Regions from separate parts of the Zea mays genome. Here regions 1 and 3 are each linked to region 2. Evidence: chromatin contacts called from public Hi-C data. All regions are on one chromosome and are shown on one strand. Each heading gives the region's core, a stretch centred on a gene start, on an enhancer-like site or on the middle of the called end of the contact. The rest is flanking DNA. Distances are from core to core; before and after follow the strand shown.

What was found. A called contact is a pair of places that touch in the nucleus more often than the background predicts.
Region 1: a contact with region 2 is called in a Hi-C map of endosperm, with 6 times the contacts expected there. The contact joins the promoter of LOC103626199 here to the promoter of LOC100382880 in region 2. A contact is called at or near these places in 3 of 25 Hi-C or Micro-C datasets (bundle sheath, endosperm and leaf).
Region 3: a contact with region 2 is called in a Hi-C map of leaf, with 4 times the contacts expected there. The contact joins the promoter of LOC103626200 here to the promoter of LOC100382880 in region 2. A contact is called at or near these places in 6 of 25 Hi-C or Micro-C datasets (bundle sheath, ear, leaf and 1 more).

Annotation. Positions count from the first base shown.
Region 1 is chr5:33,654,828-33,657,735 of Zm-B73-REFERENCE-NAM-5.0, reverse strand. It overlaps LOC103626199 (UDP-glycosyltransferase 86A1), which reads right to left and starts at 1,376. Exons shown (of 2, transcript XM_008646598.4): 1 at 264-1,376; 2 at 1-147. The coding sequence starts at 843.
Region 2 is chr5:33,505,661-33,508,688 of Zm-B73-REFERENCE-NAM-5.0, reverse strand. It overlaps LOC100382880 (Cell division cycle protein 48), which reads left to right and starts at 1,383. Exons shown (of 9, transcript NM_001328004.1): 1 at 1,383-1,520; 2 at 1,670-1,832; 3 at 2,552-2,780. The coding sequence starts at 1,480.
Region 3 is chr5:33,677,338-33,680,037 of Zm-B73-REFERENCE-NAM-5.0, reverse strand. It overlaps LOC103626200, which reads left to right and starts at 1,397. Exons shown (of 4, transcript XM_008646599.2): 1 at 1,397-1,869; 2 at 1,990-2,369; 3 at 2,488-2,566. The coding sequence starts at 1,707.

The sequences.
Region 1 (2,908 bases), core at 127-2,626, 150 kb before region 2:
AGTCGGCGCCGCGGGCCTCGTCGAACGCCTTGAAGATGATGCGGTGGACGATGGAGGTGGTGTCCGTCTCCTGCAGGTACGACATGAGCTCGCTCGGCTCGATGGCCGCCACGCCCGGGATGTAGGTGATCGTGTCCTTGCGAGGCTCTGCACATCGATGATGCATGGAATTGGGACGGACATCAGCGAAACAAACATGGCCTGTTTTGCCACGATCGACCAAGATGGCATATGCACGACGCTGTTTGTGTGTGTGTGGTTACCGTTGCATCTAAAGTGTCCGTTCTGGGTGAGCAAGTCGATGTGGTAGTAGAGGTTGAAGATGAGCGCCGGCTCGGTCCAGAACGACACATACGCGATGCCGAGGCGCCTGGCCAGAGTGGCGGGCCACACGAAGAAGGTGTCGGCGACGAGGAACGTGGCTCTGGGTTCGACGACGACGCGGCGGAGCAGCTGCTCGACGTGCGCGGGCAGCGCGTGGAACAGAGCGCCCATGAAGTCGTCGTGGTTGAGCGACCGGTCGAAGCCCACGGGGAGGCCGTCGCTCACCAGCGCGTATGACACGTCGCCCAGCGGCGGCGGCGGCGGCCCCTCCTCCTGCGCCCGAGCGCGCGCGGCCGCGAAGGGGTCGTACCCGTCCGGGTCCACGCCCAGCGCGCGCGCCGTCTGGTCGTGCACGGCCTCCGTGCTAACGAAGGTGACGGCGAAGCCCCGCGCCGCGAGCCGCAGCGCCAGGTGCACCACGGGGATGACGTGGCCCTGCAGCGGGTACGCCACCACCACCGCGTGCGGCTTGCCGCCATGCCTCCTCGTGTCTACTACGCCGGCGGCCCCTTGCGCCATTTCCTCCTCGTCGTCCTAGCGTAGCGAGCACGCTCTGGTGGTCAGGCGCGACGCGATGCTCAATTTCAGTGCAGGTGGTTCACTAGTGGACATCAGCTCTCGCCTCAAGAGACGACCCGGCCCGGTGGTCGTCAAGTCAACAGCGGCATCCATCACTGTCGCATTAGCCACCGGCCGGCGCCCGGCGGCCTTGCGGTTGGTTCTCCATGTTCATTATTACCCCTATACCATTTCTTAATAGATTGTTAAAGATGGACATCATGCACGTGCTACCAGCTGATACGGGAGTAGATAATAATTATTAGACATTAGTTATAGAGTAGCTAGACGATGGATGGCCTAAACTTTAGGCCACAAATCATAGTGGAAAGGTAGATGATAAATACCGACGTGTATACATCAGCTTTTATAGTACTACTACACCATCGCCTGAAAGAGAGTACATGGCAGCATTTAATGTTGGAAAGTGTCCAAATTACACTTCCCTCAAATTTAGACAAGGACGTTTGGTTAGTTTTGCTCCGTCCAACTAATATTATATAGTGTTTGGTTCCCAAGAAAGTTGAGATAGAGCGGCTCTGTACCATAGAGTAGCTCCGTCCAGAATATTTTGAGGAGCCCAATTATTCAGCATTTGAGTATAATATTTTTAGAGTTGTCCTATGCCAACCCAAATAATAACAACAAATTAAGAACGAAGTGGCTTCGTACCATCATACTATATACCATCATACTATAGAACCAAACACTACCTTAGTTTGTTCCATCAACAAGATTTTTTTATGACTCCATGTACGGTCAAGTTTTAAATTTTAAAATTTGTGAGGTGATAATGAACATCACAATTTATATTAAAAACATCTTTAGTTTTCATTAGTATCTTTACACACTATGACATTGGATTAAAAAATAAGTACTAAAATACAAAATCATACAAAAATGATGAAAAATTCACAATGCGTTTGTTGAGCACCAGATTTGGCACCTAAACGCCCGAACGGTCCGGCCGTTTGGCTTGGACGATACGCGAGAGTAGCCCAAACCGTCAACAATCAAATTAGTTCAGACTTGAATCCTTATCCCGTGCGTGATTATCCTAACCTATCCACGAAATGTATTGTATCTCGCCAAGGAACGGTCTAGACCTCACCCTATATATATGAAGAGATACGGCCGATTGAAAGACACAAAAATCAATTTATCAAACCACTTTTACCTTAAGCAATAGGCATTGCTGCTAAGTATGGGAGTGTCGCTTGCTTTGGTAAGGTTAGTGTAGGAAACGAGTGACGCCTAAGAGCGGGGGTGAATTAGGACTTCTAAAACTTTCGCTAAACTAGGCCACAAATAAATCCCTAGAGCAAAACCTATGCAAATAATCAAACTAGAATGTGCAAATTAGGTTTTGTCTAAGTGTTGCTATCTCTACCGCAATGGCTAAGTTTCAATCTACACTATATAAGTATGAATACAAGATTGAAACTTAAATGCTTAATATAAATCCAGAAACTTAAAGAGCAAAGTAGAGATGCAAACTCTCATGGATGACGCCGGTATTTTTACCGAGGTATCCGGAACCGCGCAAGGTCCCGACTAATCCTCGTTGGTGCCCCTACACAAAGGGAAGCCCACGCGAGGGCCAAGCACCTCGGTCGAGTAACTCCGTAGAGAGACGCGGGCCTTCTCCACGCGCAAGTGGTGCTCCGCTTCTGGCTCCTCTCGGACGCTCCCCGCCGTCTCCACTATCGAGCTTCCGGCCGAAACGCCACGGGCCTCGTTCCCTCCGGTACACAGTGGCGGCCGTGACACAAACGCGGTTGTCACGGTCTCGCAAGACTCGTGCCCCACTCGGTACAATTACAATGGCTCGCGCAAGAGCCGAGGGGTTGTGTGGTTTTACAAAACTCACTCAACTAACTAGGGTTCACCTAGAGCAAGCGCTAGAGCGGTCTAACTAACCTAAGCACTTCGCAAAGCACCTACGCTAATCATCGAGTGATTCTATTAAGCACTTGGGTGTAAGAGCACTTGGGAATGTCTATTGTATGCCTTGGAATGTCTCTTG
Region 2 (3,028 bases), core at 134-2,633:
CACTTGTACCTCCTGGCAGCGCGGACGATCCGCGACTTTGGGCCGGATGGTCTGCAACCTCGCTACAGGAGGGTCTCCTCTCTGTGTCGCTTTGGACAATCCATGCTCAGGGGCCAAACGATCTGCAATGGCACATAACCTTCTTCCTTGTAGGAACCTAGATCTCGCCTCCTAGGAGGGACCCCATCGGGAGAAGAGATCTTAGTGTGCTCCCGGATCAGCAGACCACCCAAGTCGTTGCCAAAACGACGTAGAGTCGTCTAGGGATTAAGATAATAGGTCGAGCAAGAGATTTTGGACCAAGTGGATCTTGCCCCCGGGACCTTATCGGGGTAAGATCTTAGGGTCGTCTTGGGGTCGGCAGGCCACTCAAGACGTGTTTAGACGATGCAGAGTTGAATTAAGGTGAAGATATGAGTTGAAAGCTACAACTAGGCTACGCTACACATACGCCTAATACATGAATGATAATGAAGATAATAGATTGATTCAATTGTAATGTGTTCGGTGTTCTCAATCGGTCGTACTACTTTTATATTTATATGGGGAGGTCTGAATTCGTTCTTAGGCGAGATCCAACAGACTCTCACGGATAGATTAGGATAATCACGCGCGGATAAATACTCCCGACCGAGTTAATCAACGTGATTGGTTGCCGGCGTCTAGAGCGTGTGGCTCGCGCTAGCCCAAATCGGTAGAACACATCTCCGTTTCTTCTCCACGCATATAGACAGGTGGATGAAAAAATACCTCCGCTGTCTATTGCATGCTAGAATCATTTCATGCACGTAGTCAACGCTCGCGGTCAGGCTGGATAGAGACAGCCTGCCAACCAATCAAATGAAATCTGATCTAGATCGTCCAGGTTATCCCACGCACCGTTAAGGCTACATGCCTACATATCAAATATGGTGCTCAGCAGAAATAAAAAGATTTCAAACTGATTCATCAAACAAACCGCTCTTGTATACATGCTTCAGCGAAATAAAACTTGAGGAAACAAAGAACTTGATTACAGCACAGTGAAATTTGGATTCCATTTTTAGTTTCCTACTCCACCGTCACGATGATACCAAACTTCTCTTTGCTGCCGCTTCTGCTTCTGCTTCTCCAACCTCGCACGCGACGACCACGATTAACACGGTGAACATGGTCCCCACCCGCCTCTATCTGCCTCATTTCCACGTGGTCCCCACACGTCGGGAGGCCCATACACGACGGCCCGGGCCTCCAGGAGATTCCAGAATGATCACTGCCATGTGGGCCGTACACCGGCCCAGGCCCCGCGAGTCAGTGACGTACCCGTGACGCGGCCCTCCGAGTCCCAAACCCCTGCTGCAAGAAAGAAGCTATAAGGAAAGCTAATCCCCCTCGTCGAGTGCTCCGCATCTCGCATTCTCGCCGGTGCTGCTGCAATTAACGCCGCCCCCGGCCAACCACCCGAAACCTACCTCCGCCGCCGTTGTCGCCACCGTCAACATGGCGAGCCAAGGGGAGCCCTCGGCCTCTGCTTCCGATCCGTAAGATGTCGCTCCCTCCCTCCATCCCCGGTCGATCCGATCTGGTTGAGCCGTAGGGTTGAGGATTTCCGGACCCGATCTGGGTTGTTTGGTGTCAATGTTTCGGCGGTGGATTCGTTTATCAGGTTTTCCGGTGATTGTGTGTGCAGGAAGGAGAAGAAGGACTTCTCGACGGCGATCCTGGAGAGGAAAAAGTCACCGAACCGCCTTGTCGTCGACGAGGCCACCAACGACGATAACTCCGTCGTCGCGCTGCACCCTGACACCATGGAGAGGCTGCAGCTCTTCCGCGGCGACACCGTGCTCCTCAAGGTCTAATATGTCTAAGCCGAGCTTTTCACAGCAGCTTTGGGAAGTTGAGCTGGTTTAGCAGATTGTATTATCACGCGACCGATCTGTGTGTGACCGACCCGAATTCGGTGTATTCATAGTGCAGATCTATTAGAAATAACCTTAGCTTTATCACTGTAAAGTACTTGCTGAGTTTGCTGAGGGTATTTGGGCCCCTCTGATTCGCTGCTATAGTATGTAGATTTTTGCCAATTTGCATTCGTACACCATTGATTCAGTTGAAGGTTAATAGTAATCTAGATTGCTTTTATTGCTTCAGTAGCATATTTTAATATACTTGGTTTGTTATGTTCAAATATTCTCCTCATACATTTGTTATAGATTTAAATGCAACCACTCTTTTTGCTTGAATATCTCATGTTCATCGTTAGAACAGGGAATCAACACTATCTAGTATTATTCAAATTTGTGCTCGTTGTTCTGTTAGATGGAGATGATGGGCTGCATACAGAATTGTTATTTTATGATTCCTAGCATGATAATTTGGATGTGATGTCTGGACTTGTAACTCTACTGTGTACAGGGGACTGCACAATTGTATTGTATTGGCATATCTTTTTTTCAAGTCTATAGGGCCCAGCAGCTAGTTTGTGTTATGGCGGGTAACAAAATTTGTTAGTGAACTTTATGGCTACTGTCGTCCATGTATCTGTTTATCACCTTATGTTTTTTTGTTATAGGGTAAGAAGAGGAAAGACACTATTTGCATTGTCCTTGCGGACGAAACCTGTGAGGAGCCAAAGGTTCGGATGAACAAGGTTGTCCGCCAGAACCTAAGGGTGAGGCTTGGTGATGTGGTTTCTGTCCACCAGTGCCAGGATGTGAAATATGGGAAGCGTGTCCACATTCTTCCAATTGATGATACAGTTGAAGGCATTACAGGGAACCTGTTTGATGCCTTCTTGAAACGTGAGTCTGTGATCTTGTATATTTCTTAGTTGATCTATTTTTTGCATTAGCATGGCTCTGTGATACTTAATTTACATGTTACTTGAGTATTGCTCTATTCTTCTGTTGTCAATGGTTTACTGAATTCTGTGCATGGAGTCTGACATTTATAGTACCTATACCTAATATTCTTGTATATTGTTTTTGCCATGTCATGCTATACCTTATTGCTGTTTTGCCATTTTCTAATAACATCCCTTATGAAACCG
Region 3 (2,700 bases), core at 148-2,647, 170 kb before region 2:
TGTATAAATTGTGGTGTAAGATAGAAAATTATAGCATCCCAACCTCATCTATTCTCGTTATTCAAGATGAACAACGAGACATATATCTTGAAGAATATACTTGAGTTATAAGGGATAACGACTTTGACAGATGTCATCGTCAGGGGGAGCGAATGATTATATTGATCACAGTCGTGAGACAATAAATGTCATATTCTATGCTCTGAAGGCATCAGCCAGTTTGATCAATATGTGGACCTTTATGAAAGTTTCTATCAGATATGTAGATCTAGTCGATCGAACACAACCAGTCGAAGTGGCTTATTTATGTTGATACGTGCACTTACCTCATGTATCCTAGAAGTGAGTTGATGTGAGAGTCTTGAAATAATCCTTGCAAGGATATGCAATCTGTTTGCTAAATCTATATGTGCATATACTCCAGAAGAAAATGTTTTGCCATATCGATACAGTTTTGCAAGGATCATGGGGAGCACATTTCTAAAATTAGCCCTTGTAGAAGATTCGATAGAATCTAGATCCCAGAAGATCTAAATCTGTCCTGATGACAGCTGTTGTACTCTTTTTCCCTTGGTGAGTTTTCTTGAAGTTTCTCACATGAGGTTTTTAACGAGGCAACAAAGTGCAAATGCAATATGTATCACCATGCACCCTTTCTTCATATTTTTCCCACTGGGGTTTTCAGAGTTTTAACGAGGCATGTGTTGGTCACGGTATTCGCCCAAGGGGGAGTGTTAAGTAACCCTAGTTAGGATTATGTGGGCAAATACTTGCTTTGCCTCTAAGGAGTCTCACATCTCTATATAAGGAATCTGTACACCCCCTCATAAGATAGAGAAGAGAAAAGAGACCAAAGGCTCAACCCTATATCGTGTCTCGTGTGTTTCCTCTGTCGTGCTTCTGGGAAGGGATACGTATCTTTCATGACTTCTCGCGCCTAATCTGCTGACGGGAGGAAAGAGAGCGGATCTAATGATCCGTGGTAACGTAGTTCTTAACCCAACTCACTCGGCGATGAAGCCATGCGTCTGCAAAGGTGGCTTGCCTGGACTGGGCCTGGGCCGTTCCGAGGGCTACGCGAACGGCCGTGGCCACAGGCCGCACGACCAAACGTGTGCGCTACGGCGTCGTCGGCACAGGCACTTAAAGCCGCACACGATTTTTCATTGCCTAAAGTATCTGTGATCGGTGACAACTGTCACGATTTTTTACTCTCTTTTTTCGTTGCGATGCACTTAAAGTGAACAGCTGTTTCTTTTACCATATACTAACTATTATTAGTACTGTACTACTCAGTTATTACCCTCCGATACAAAATCCCATGCCATGCGTGACGCTACACCTTCCGTTATTAAACGGCACGGCCAAGGAAACAACAAGAGGAAACCTTGGACGCAGACACGTCCCCATCCACTGCATGCAGCAGCAGTCCGCGGTCAGCAAGCAACTTGGCAGCACCGCGCCGCCGCAGCCCCTCCGCCACGCCAGCCATCAGTCCATCACTGCGCGTCTGCCCCTTGCGCAGTTGCGCTCGCGGCCCGCCCGCACGGTCCCGCCGCCTATTTATCAACGCCGCCCCCACCCGCCACTCTCTCCCCTCTGTCCCAGAACGCGCCCCAGCCTCCCACCTAGAACTCCGCGCCCAGCGCTTTCCGTAACCACCACCACCACAGCGGGCACAGTGACAGGTTGAGGAGACGGCCGCCATGGGAGAGGAGAAGAAGACGGGCAAGGGCGGCGGCGGCGGCGGCGGCGACAAGAAGAAGGACGCCGGCGCTGGGGCCGCGCCGCAGCCCATCGTGTTGAAGGTCGACTTGCATTGCGCCGGCTGCGCCAACAAGGTCCGCAAGGCCATCAAGCGCGCACCAGGTGCGTACGGGTTGCCGGCGGTTACGCAGTCCTCTTCTTGCGGTGGGGGGGGGGGGGGGGGGGGGGGAGTTGTTTGTTCCTGACCGTTCGTTCGACTGCTCTGTGGCCGCGCGCGTGCAGGCGTGGAGTCGGTGACGCCGGACATGGCGGCGGGCAAGGTGGTCGTGACCGGTCCGGCGGACGCGGTGCAGCTCAAGGAGCGCATCGAGGCTAGGGCCAAGAAGCCCGTGCAGATCGTCTCCGCCGGCGCCGGTTCGCCCAAGAAGGACAAGGAGAAGAAAGCTGACGGCGGCGAGAAAAATGCGGCCAAAGAGAAGGGCGGCGGCGATGCAGAGAAGAAGAAGGCCGACAAGAAGAAGGGAGGCGGTGATGGAGGAGAGAAAAATGCCGACAAGAAGAAGGGCGGCGGCGGCGGCGATAAGAAGGCCGACAAGGAGAAGGGCACTGGCAAACCCAAGGAGGAAGAGGAGGAGGAGGAGAAGCCCAAGGAACCCAAGGAGGTAAGTGACTTATACTTGCCGATTATTATTCAAGTCCCGTGCGGCGGTGATCCTCGTCGCCGTCTGCCTCCTTGTCCTTGGTCTGCAACTGGACGACATGCTCTGGTTTCTGTTCCAGGAGACGGTTACGCTCAAGATCCAACTGCACTGCGACGGCTGCATGGACCGCATCAAGCGCCGCATCTGCAAGATCAAAGGTGGGGATTCCGTTCCTTGGCGCCGCGGTTTTGTTCCCCCCATCGACCCCCCACGCGTATCACCAAGGCCCAGCCAAAAGACAGCGTGCCTTTTCGTCGAGGTTTAGGGGAGTATTTAATTTAATACCAGGCCT